Regions from separate parts of the Zea mays genome. Here region 2 is linked to region 1. A link is a contact called in public Hi-C data. All regions are on one chromosome and are shown on one strand. Each heading gives the region's core, a stretch centred on a gene start, on an enhancer-like site or on the middle of the called end of the contact. The rest is flanking DNA. Distances are from core to core; before and after follow the strand shown. Region 1 holds the start of LOC100192900. Region 2 holds the start of LOC103650637 (probable methyltransferase PMT26).

Region 1 (5,884 bases), core at 1,485-3,984:
TGTTGATGTGTTAGTGGACTAAGGTGCAGATTCTATCCCCATGGGCAATGGTAACATGTGTCTGGTTTCTTAATCTAATAACAAGAGTCGACTCAAGAGAGACAATGACAAGACTACCAAGAAGAAGACATCAACATACCCGACATTTGACAGCACTGAGTACATCTCCAAGATGTCAAATTTGACAATGAAGAAGATTGAGTACTTGTAGAGGTCCGATGGAACACTTGGCACTAACATTCACTAACTTGTTCAAATAGAGGAAAAGAAGATGGAAATGGAGAAAGGCATCTAACCATCAAGGCCAATAAGGAGGAGAGTGAAGCTGAGCTCACGACAATGGCAAGGGCCAAGGAAGACGAGCAGATCATGGGAATTGACCTAGAATCTTGCAATCTAGCAAAACGATCATTTTATGATGCCATGCAACATGACATTCTAGAAATATGGGTGGCTACCACGAAGTGAGTGTAGCATTATGTATTATGTTCTCATTTGTTCATCAGTTGCAACAACTATTTGCTAAACTCTTTGAATTTTGTAATAATTGGAATGTGGTCGCATGGTCAGACTATGTTTGCTTTCTAAAACACTCATGTCTTAGTTTATAGGTCGTGTACACTTATTTAAGTTATTGGTTGATTAAGATCTGGGCTTCAAGTGCATTTGCACTTAGTGTGTTCATAAATTAGATTGTTTGTGCTCCAAGTCTGTGTTATTCATGATTATGACGTGATTATCTACCATGATCATAGGAAACTAATGTTTATCTATTTGGATGACACACTAACGGTTGCTTCACACACACAAGCAGACACTATAGAATACACACCTAAGTTCATAGCTTTACTCACAAATCTAATTGTTGCTTTAGAGGCATCAAACTATTGGTCATTGTCAGAGGGAAATCCTCCAGCCAGGTGGTGGAATGCATCCACCCTGATTCTCAGATGAGGAGGGGGCTTTGAGGTTTGCCTGACCGAAAGGATGAAGACAAGGACACAAGGATTTAGAGTGGTTCGGGCCACTAGAGCGTAATACCATACATCCACTGTGAGTTGTATTGCTTGAGAGCTTGAGTGTCATGGGTTTGAATCGAGCTCAGATCCCCTTTTGTATCGCAGGTGCCCTTCCTTTTATAGTCCAAGGGAGCATGTTACAAGGGAGCTGGGCGCCGATAGGTGGGCCCAGGAGTTACTATAATACAAAGTGTGAGGTGTCGGGTAGAGCGAGTGGTGCTAGATCTTCTGGACGCTTATCTTCCCTTGGTCACCGTGTGGGCTCCTGACATCCTACTCTCTTGCTCTGTCTAATCGGAACACATGTGTAGGCCTTGGCGCAGGTTGAGGCGTAGTCTGGTACGTTGTCGTGCATATAGGTGTATGGACGGTGTCGTCCTGTCCCCTCCGCCTGTTCCACCACCACCACCTTGGTAACACACAGGGAGCAGTAGGAGTCATAATGAGGGGCACCCATGTGGCGCATTGAGTCAATGGTCTTGCCTTGGTAAGGCGTGGATAACAGTGTAGTCCATGCATTGCAGACTAGGCGCGTCGCGTGCATTTAATGCAGGGCGCCCGCCACCTGCCATTGGCGCGGGCAAGCGTGCATCCTGTTCGCACTTAATGCTGGTGGGCCCCATGTCAGAGGCTAGCGACTTATGTCATGCATCCTCGGCCACGCGTCGGCACCGGACCTCTGCCTGGGTAAGGAGCAGACCCGGGAACGTGTGGTGACATGGCACCCTCGGACCTCCCCTGACTAGGGTCCGAAACATGCTTAAGGGGGTCCGGGCTCCACCCGTAATGGTCCGGACACATGGCGGCACAGGACCTCACTTGGCTTGAGGTCCAAATGACACATGTGGGGTCCAGAACCACTCCTAGGGGTCCGGAACCGATCTTGTAGTCAAGAGAGTGCTTTTACTCTAGGGATATGGAACTGCTCTGAACCCCCTATCTGTGGATCCGGTGGGCCCATGTGGAGGTCCCGGTCCTGACGTGGGGACCCAGACCCTATGGTCGAAGTTGCTAATTACTCCCTTCTATGGGACTTGTGGTGATGTTGGTCCAGCCCACGAAACGAGCCCAGCTGGCCCAAAGCCACATATGGTGGGCCCCAGCCATGAGTCGGGCTGGACATTAATGTCTTCCACTACATGTTGTTGTTGTTGTTGTTGTTGTTGTTGTTGTTTCTTCCTGTAGAAGCTACAATATATCTTTCCAAGCAAGCTATATTAACATGTAAGGTGGGCATCATCCACCATGATTGTGTCCGTACGCAGTTTTAGGGACAATGAGTATTGCCATTTGAATATAACCGCTTGGTTTACAACATACCAAATAAATTAAATTGTAACATGAAAATTGTAACCTAAGTATGTATACAAGTATGTGTATAGTATGCATGTCTTAATTGGCACATATATGGTTCAACAAATGGTTAAATATATGTGTTAGTTGGTGTAGGGGAGATAAATAAGGAGAATGGTGGGAGACATAATGTAAGTAGAAGAGTATCTTTCATGAGGGTGTATTAAAATATAATAGAAAGTATATACATATAGTTGAATAGGGGGAATATTGGAAGTTAGTCTAATAAGATATATATCTAACCCAATAATGTATTGATATTTTAAATTAATGCTTAAAATGAAAAATAATGTAGGCACCAAGGGGGAAAAAGGAAAGAGTATTGGCGCAAACCTTGGGCTTGCTGGAGCAATCCCCAAAGCCGGGTTAGCAGCAGGAGCGACGAGCCCAAACCTTCCTACCCCTCGTCGTCCTCGGCTAATCCGCCGCGCCTCCGATACTCCCAAGGCAGCGCCCGCCAGCTGCAACAACAGCATCAGCAAGCGAGGAGTAGCCACCAGCCCACCACGATCTCATCAGACTCCTCTCAAATCCTCCCGCCCACTCTCCATTTCCCTCCCCTCCCCCGCCACCCTGCAATGGCCGGTCTCCTCCACCTCCAGTCCACGCTTCTCCCATCGGCGTCCGCGCTCCGCCGCCGTGCAGGCGTGCCGGTGCCATCCTCGTCCCGCCGCCGATGCCGGATTGAGGCCAAGATCCGGGAAATCTTCATGCCAGCGCTCAGCTCCACCATGACCGAGGGCAAGATCGTCTCCTGGACCGCCGCTGAGGGCGACCGCCTTGCCAAGGGCGACCCCGTCGTCGTCGTCGAGTCCGACAAGGCCGACATGGACGTCGAGACCTTCTACGACGGCTTCCTCGCCGCCGTCCTCGTGCCCGCTGGCGACTCAGCGCCCGTCGGCTCCGCCATCGCGCTGCTTGCCGAGTCAGAGGAGGACATCCCAGTGGCCCAGTCACAGGCTGCCTCCTTCTCCTCCACGTCCCCCTTACCGTCGCCTCCGCAAGAAACTGCTGCTCAAGAAGCATCCCCTTCCCCGCCGCCACCTCCTCCCCCAGGGCCGGTGTCAGTCTCTGCTCCCACGCCGCCTTTGCCAGCAACACAAGGCGAGCGTGTGGTTGCTTCACCCTACGCCAAGAAGCTCGCCAAGGACCTCGGCGTTGATCTTTTCTCAGTCACGGGGTCAGGCCCCTGTGGGCGAATTGTGGCCAAGGATGTCGAGGCTGCGCTTGCTGCGCCCAAGAAGGCCGCACCAGTGACTGCTCCACGGCCGGATGTGCCATTGGGGTCGACGGTACCATTCACGACAATGCAGGGTGCTGTCAGCAAGAACATGGTGGAGAGCCTTGCCATCCCGACATTCAGGGTCGGATACACCATCACAACTGATGCTCTTGATCAGCTCTACAAAAAAGTGAGCATCTTTGCACAATGTTTAGGACCATTGTTTTATGAATATGATGATTGGATAAAGGGGTAAGCTCGCATTTTCGTTTTACAGATTAAGTCGAAGGGGGTTACAATGACAGCACTGTTGGCTAAGGCGACAGCAATGGCGCTGGTTCAGCATCCTGTGGTGAACTCCAGCTGCAGGGATGGGAAGAGCTTCACCTACAGCAGTAGTATCAACATTGCCGTGGCAGTGGCCATAGATGGTGGGTTGATTACACCAGTTCTTCAAGATGCTGATAAGGTCAAACACTTTACCATGCACAATGAGTGTTGATATTTTTGATGATTTTTTTTAAATAAATGGTTACTTGCTGGTTTATGCAGCTTGACATTTATTCATTGTCAAGGAAATGGAAAGAGTTAGTTGATAAGGCGCGAGCAAAGCAGTTGCAGCCCCATGAGTACAACTCTGGTATTTCTTTGCTTCATACACAAATCTGAATACGCAGCACATTGTTGTGTATCTTTTCTAATGTTTTGAATAAGATTGTATACTTACAGAGATTCACTTATTAGCAGCAGGATAAAAGAATCTGGTGGTTGCTAGATATTTTTGGTACAATTTACCCTAGCTAAATCTGCTATACGATCAAAAAAAGATGCAATCCTCTGTGTTGTATATGCTTTCTGACTCATATCAAATATGATACCAGATACCTGACAAACTGTACAATTACCAGGGTACAAATACAGTTTCATTTTGTATAACTTGAGTCCATAGTCACAAAGTTCCTAGATCGATAGGGTCGAGGAACGTGGTATGCTACATGTGAGAGATTTTTACATGGTGGGAAAGAAAATGACCCTGCGTACCGGGTCGGGAACGACGTTCCCGGGTCGAGGGTCACTACCACTGTACCCGTTGCTTGTGGCTATGTTGAGTCATTTATAGAAAAGGTTTCGCCCCATCTGCAGTAGGTCGCCTGATTCTTAAACTTTCTGATACCATCACCTACATTGCTCCGCTGCACCTTGCCACCAATTGGAGATTTGGAGCTCTCTTGGACTATTGAATGTCACAGCCTAATACAGCTCTATGCTTCCTGCTCATTACTTAATACGAGTGCAATCCTCTTCATGTGGAGAGGAAAGGGATTAACTGCTACAAACTGCTTATGGTTACTTGAATAAGTACATATCATGTTGTCATAAGCGTTTTACTTTGACAATATTTTGTACCAGGTAAACATATAGAACATGGTGATCGGTGTCAATACTCAATATTAAGGATGGTGCTCTTTATTAATGATAATTTCTGTATCATATATATATATATATATATATATATATATATATATATATATATTGTGATATCCATTATCATGGTCTAATTTTAGATAATTTATTACCAATGTTTAAGTTTTCTCCATGCCTCTAGTCTAATCAATTTGCATTCTCCTAATCCAATCACAATTTTGTTATCAGTCTCGTAGGCCAGAAGTGTTTCTTCTAGCTGTGACTTAGTGCTTTTCTTGGATGTGGCCTTCTCATAATATAATCTAGGAGTTTGGCCAAACAATAATCTTGGATGTGACTCAATTTTGTTAGCTTGTCAGCACATGCTCCATAGTCCATATTAGAAGTGTCTTTTGTGGAGGGAAGTTATGCACTGAGACATCTCATCTCACTTGTAAGGTTAAGAAAACTAAGATATCATCAAGTCAATTATTAGTTTATTTTCTTTTATCTAATGTTGCTGGCTTGGAGCGAGCCTCCTCACAGCAGAGCAGAACTTTCTGGAGTAAATATGAAGATGGAGGGTAGGCCATAGAAACAGTGAAATGATTTGTATTGGCTTTAACCAATTGACTAAAGTTTTTTGGATCATTTAAGCCTTATGTCCATTGATAGCCTCTTGGTGTTAACCAATAACCACATCAAACATGTAGAATACGGTGACCATGTTCTTTTGTGTATGCTAAGAACTGCACATGTTCATTCTGCAGGCACGTTTACTCTCTCGAATCTTGGTATGTTTGGAGTTGATAGGTTTGATGCAATACTGCCACCTGGAACTGTAAGATGCACAGTTTATTTTATTCTCCATTTCTATTTTTCATGC
Region 2 (5,884 bases), core at 2,303-4,802, 360 kb after region 1:
AGGACCAGAAGCTTTTCTAACAACTAACCTCTTCCTCCCCATTGTAGAAGTGTAGAACCAGACATAGAACCACAGGATCGGGGTACTGGATCGGGGTAGAGAGTACCACTGAGCAGTAGCAAAAAAAACTGGGGTACTGGATCGGGGTAGCGACTAGCGAGTACCACTGAGCAGCAGAAAACAAACTGAAACTAGGGTACTGGACTACTAAACATGTACGAGCAGTATGAGCAGCATGAGCAGTATGAGCAGTATGAACTAGTACGAGCAGTATGAGCAGTATGAGCAGTATGAGCAGTATGAACTAGTACGAGCAGTATGACTGTATGAGCAGCAACAACTAAACATTTGTAGAGCACGACAGCAAACATTCGTAAAGCAATTACTGCTAACTCTTGGGAATAGGCACGAATGCGAACGGGCCGAACAAGACCACTTTTCCATACCTTGGGGCTTGACGAAGACGCGGAGTCCGTTGAGCTGCTTGAGCATTTGAGCAGGCATCGGCAATTCGGCGCTGCGGGACCGCGGGAGGACGGCGGCGCTTCGATTCCTGGGAAAGTGGGAAACGTTACCTGGGAATCGTGGTTAGGGTTTCGAGATGTGCATGGAGCTGCGCAAGCGCAACGGATCCGAACAGATCCGGCCATGCCGCATCAGCTGGAAGCCTGGAAGAGACGGTGGCGGGCTAGCTAGAGGCGGGATCCAGGTCGCGTGGAGCGGCGGCGGACCGCGGACGAGGGACGGAGAGGGAGGCGAGCGAGAGAAACGAGAGGTCTCTGGAGACTTGGAGAGGTCGGGAGGGAAGTAAATGCCGCCGCTGAGCTGAGTCGCGCGTAACCCTAAATGCGAAATGGGTCACCGCGCCGCGCGTCCGCGCTTCGGGCTATTCCCGTGCCGTGCTGACCCGGGCACGGCCCAATCTCCCGTGTCGGGTCGTATGGGCCGTCGGGCCGAAATGGAAAGCACGGCCCAGCACGATGCACGTGCCGTGCTGGCCCGGCTATTTAACTCCCGTGCTGGGTCGGGCTTCGTGCTTACAAAACCGTGCCGGGCTCGTACCGGCCCAATGGGCACGGCCCAGACTTGCAGGACTATATATAGGGAGCTGGAGCAGAGGAGGTAGCGTCGACGCGGGAAGTCGCTGGTGCGGTCAGCGTGGTGGGTATCTCCGTCTGTCTTTTTTTTTCTTTTGCATATTTTTTCCCGTTTCATTCAGTTCGTTTCGGCGGCAAAATACCCTATACTACTACGACGCCAGAGCGGACATAGTAATATTTGGATTTCTGCTCTGTATTTGGTGGAACCGATTTTGGAATATCTAGATGGTGTGCCAGAGCGGACATAGTAATATTTTGGTTTTTTTCCCGTTTCGTTCAGTTCGTTTTTATTTTTAATTCCACTCAATTCTTAGGACCCAAACATGGTCTTATGGTGGTAAGTTGGTAGTAACAAATATTTCTAAAAGACGCTAAAAAACAGTTGTGTGAAACTGAACAAGAATCCTACTAAACATGCCCTCAACTTTACCACTAGTTCTGTCTTCTGTGATCGCTGCATGTTTTACGCTCTGCATCTCAGGTGAATCCGCCGTGTTAGAAGAAAGCGCACACAGTGAATCAGTCACCTCCACGCACGCAAAGTTGACAGGAGGGGTGCGCAGGAAGGAGGAAAAAAAAGTGCACACGCGCACGAAAAAAGGTGGTCAACCTGCTCCCCCTGCACGCGTCAACTATGAATTTCTGCCAATGCTCCCCCTGCACGCGTCAACTATAAAGCTTCTCGATCTCTCTCTCTCTCTTCACGAAATGGACTCTAAAAATTCTAGATGTGGCTGATGTATAGTAGCATCTCCAAGAATGTGCTCTATACTTGTGCCCTATAATTTAAAACACCGTTTCATTTAAAGAGTTTAGGTCATTAAAAACATTTTATCCTCCAACAATAAACCTTTTATTGAGCCCTGTAATTGAAATCAGTTTTCTTTCTGTGTTGGACGTGCTTTTGACACCTAGCTAGTTTGCCTCCACCGCACTAGGAACGGGAGAACCTGTCCTCCCACCGAGAAAGAGCCAAGTCTGCCCTGCCAAGGAGCGCCCATACGCGCCGGCGCCCCAATAAGGCCCTGGATCTGTGCAGCTGGGACTGAAAGAGGGGCAGCGGCGCTGGTGGAAAGTAGGGCGATGGAGATCCCATTGAGAGCATGTTTGGTTCGAGGAGATTAAATTCTTCCTTAATCAAAATTAAATAGAAGGAGATTTAACCCTCTCTTCCACTATCCATTTCGATCCAGACGTAATCGAACAAGGTCTAATAGTGGCAGTGTGTGGAAGGTGTGGGTGGTGTCAGTCGGTGCAAGGAGAAGCTGATGGTGATCTAGAGGAATATGAGGGTGGCAGCGGTCGAAGCATTCTGAGGACTCCGGCCTGATGAACAAAGATCACAGTGGCGATCGTTAGAAAAATTAATAGGAAGCGGAGATAGGGCAGCCCGAGGGGTGTCCTATACTTGAGGCACTCTAGACCCTGCCCTATTTATTTTTGACGAAAATTAATAAAATGATGCACCGTTAGAATTGTATTTTGAATGTTGTGCCTTATATTTTAAAATAGAGCACCTATTTAAGGCACGGTTGTATATATGTTCTAAAACTGGAATGCTGTTGTTTCCTGTCAGGTTAAAGTTCTGGGTTAATTGGCTTACGACTAATGCGTACAAACCAAATACAATGCTGACCACTTTCAAGGATCGATGACCAGCAAAATCTTGTAAATTATAAGAGGTAGATAGTAGCTCAATAGAAACTAATCCCTTTCATTCTAAGCTATAAGAGCATCTCTAAGAGACACTCTATTTTCGACTCTCTATATGACACTCTATTTACCTCTTCATAAAGATTACATTCTATATGTAGCATCTCACTCCAACAGACTTTCTATTTAGTTTGGCTAGTCAGCGGCTAGCTAAATTTGGCTAGAGAGGGAGCTAATTTGAAGAGCCGGATAGCTTAGCAAGTTGGATGACTAGTCTGTTTGAGAGTTATTTTGCTATTAAGTAGCTAAAATTTAGCTTGCTGAGTCATTTGATTAATCTCTTGGAGATGCTCTAAGTCATTTGGACTTATCTCTCTCTGTACTGAGAGATAGCTATGTTGAGACACGTAAGAAATGAATATACTATCTATAAAGCAAAAATAATTTCCATTTAAATAAATCTAAACATCACAATAGTTTCGGTTCTATAACCCCTTGCTTAATTTGGAGCCAGAATTGTCCCCAGGTATTCTACCTTTTTTTTAAAAAAAAGTAAAATAACTCGAGTTTGGCCAAATCGTGACATGGTACACATGAAGATGAAGATAGGGTTTGAGTGTGTGATTTAGTAGGGCTAAGAGTGCACGCCTATTTGTGTTGCATGTAATTCGGGGCAAAAGAAGAAAAAAAAAGGAGTGCTGCGTTAAAGAATGTATCCATGTCTCGGTGGATTTATATTTAGGCCTGCAGCGAGCAGCGATTTTTTTTTAAAAAAAAACAAAATTCTATTCCATATTCTGCAGTGCAAATAAAAAAAGGCATTTCTCCACGGCGCCCCGGCGTTTGCACGCATGGCGAGATGGCGCCATGAAACCGGGGAGAGACGCTCGTGGTCGCCTCCATTTCTCCTCACTTGCCGCTACCTAGCATCGCATCCCCTCCACCCAAGCTCGATCGATGACCAATAAAAGAAGCTTGAGATCGGCTCCTGCATGGCCGGTTGCGTGTCGCTGGGGGAAATAGAATAGAAAGAGGCTAGATTTGAGGTCGCTGCGTTCTCACCACCCTCTCCACTTCTGAATTGAAGAACCTACGATCCGTTCCACAACCGGGCAGCGGTTTGTTCCGTGCTGCAAATTAGATCGAGAGGCCATCTTCTTCATCTCAGAGTTTCGCCGTCGGTTGGTTCCCGGAGCCGCGCCATTTCTCGACCCAATTTTGTTTCAGGTTTCATTGACGACGTTGCAGTGCTCAGGTTTCCGCATTTCGATTTCGACTTTTGAATCGCTCTGAAACTGCTTGCGTGCGTGCGGGCGTGCGTGTCTGACTCTCTGTTCATGTGTTCATCGCTTGTTCAGATTCCTCTCTTTCTCTGTTTTCTCTGGACATCACGGTTTCTGACGTCTCGGCATCCTTGTTGCATGAATCTGCAGGCAGTGTGATCCCGGACTGTGCATGAGCTAGCTGAAAAGGGAAGGGGATTCCAGAGATGCCGTTGTTCGAACGGGATCGCTACCAGAGGCTGGACGGCGTGGGCGCCCGGAGGCCGCCGCCGCCGCCGTCGTCGTTCTGCTCGTCGGCAACCGTCGTCGTCTTCGTGGCGCTCTGCCTCGTCGCCGCGTGGATGATGGCGTCGTCCAACAACATCGCCGTCACCGTAACGCCAGAGAACAACTCGGGGGCCAAGGACCAGGACGGGTCCGTCGACGTTGGCGGCGACACGCGGCAGGCGAGCGACGAGGTGGCGGACACTGGCAGCGGCACGCAGTCGACGGAGGTGAGTGGGGACGCAGGCAAGAAAGATGATCGTAGCGGTGGCGACGCTTCGCAGACGAAGGAGGACGCTGATGGGGACACCGACAACAAAGATGGTGGCGACGCTTCGCAGACGAAGGAAGGCGCTGATGGCGACACCGGCAACAACAAGGACGACGGCGCTGGCGCCACGCAGACGGCCGAACCTGTCACTACTGTCGGCAACGACGTCAACCAGAGCGACGTCACGGGGAGAACGGATGCGACAGCCAACGGCACTACCAGAGGCACGGACGCAGAGGACTCCGGAGAGCCAGACAGCGGCACCGTTGCCGAGGGCGACACACCGGCCAGGAACCAGACTTTCTCCGACGAGAACGGCAAGACGGAGGGCGGCGAGGTGGCGAAGCCGGAGGACCCCGACAAAAAAGTCGAGCAGAGCGCCGAGCAGACGGCGATCGATGGCAACACTACCACAAGCGGACAGGATCAGGACGAGAACAACACCGACAAGAACACCAACGAAACCGGCGGCCAGGCTGACAAGAGGGAGGAGGAGGCGTCCACTGACGACAAGAGCACCGGCGGCCAGGCTGACAACACTACTGTACAAGAGGCATCCACCACTGACGATAACAGCACCGGCGGCCAGGCTAACAATAGCACCAAGGAGACACCGACAGAGTCAAAAGAGACCGTTGGCGGTGACGACGGCACGGCCCAGAGCCAGACGAGCTTCGACGACATGAATGGCAGTACGAACGACTCGCAGCCCATGAAAGAAGACGGGAAGGTCGCCGAGAATAGCTCCGATGAAACTGCCAGCGGCGGCAAGGTGGAAAGCACAGACGACGACGCGACAACCGGCGCGGCGTCAAACAACGCAACTTCCGGAGGCCAGAACGTCGCGGCCGAGACCATGGCATTTGCAGCCGCGGATGATGGCGCCAACGGCAACATCACTGAAAACAGCTACGCAACGAACAGCAGCGCCACGACTGAAGGGAAGATACCGACGGTTGGAGAAGGAGACGCGGCAGAGAAAGCCGACCTGCTGCCGAGCGGGCAGGCGGAGCTGCTGAACGAGACGGCGTCGGCGGTGGCGGAGAACGGCGCGTTCCCGACCCAGGCGGCGGAATCGAGCGAGGAGAAGGAGGCGCTCGCAGGCAAGAACAAGAAGAAGAACCAGAAGAAAAAGAAGCAGAAGAGCAAGGACCAGGGCGCCGCCTCTGGCGAGACGGCGGAGGGGAAGGAGACGTACGCCCACACCTGGAAGCTCTGCAACGCGAGCACCGGCGCGGACTACATCCCGTGCCTGGACAACGAGGCGGCCATCAAGAAGCTCAAGAGCACCAAGCACTACGAGCACCGGGAGC

The links. A called contact is a pair of places that touch in the nucleus more often than the background predicts.
Region 2: a contact with region 1 is called in a Hi-C map of tassel, with 2.8 times the contacts expected there. The contact joins the promoter of LOC103650637 here to the promoter of LOC100192900 in region 1. A contact is called at or near these places in 3 of 25 Hi-C or Micro-C datasets (bundle sheath, ear and tassel).

Annotation. Positions count from the first base shown.
Region 1 is chr3:140,934,464-140,940,347 of Zm-B73-REFERENCE-NAM-5.0, forward strand. LOC100192900 reads left to right here and starts at 2,735. Exons shown (of 6, transcript NM_001138087.1): 1 at 2,735-3,784; 2 at 3,872-4,063; 3 at 4,147-4,234; 4 at 5,769-5,839. The coding sequence starts at 2,951.
Region 2 is chr3:141,295,842-141,301,725 of Zm-B73-REFERENCE-NAM-5.0, forward strand. It overlaps LOC103650637 (probable methyltransferase PMT26), which reads left to right and starts at 3,553. Exons shown (of 6, transcript XM_008676204.4): 1 at 3,553-3,934; 2 at 4,187-5,884. The coding sequence starts at 4,243.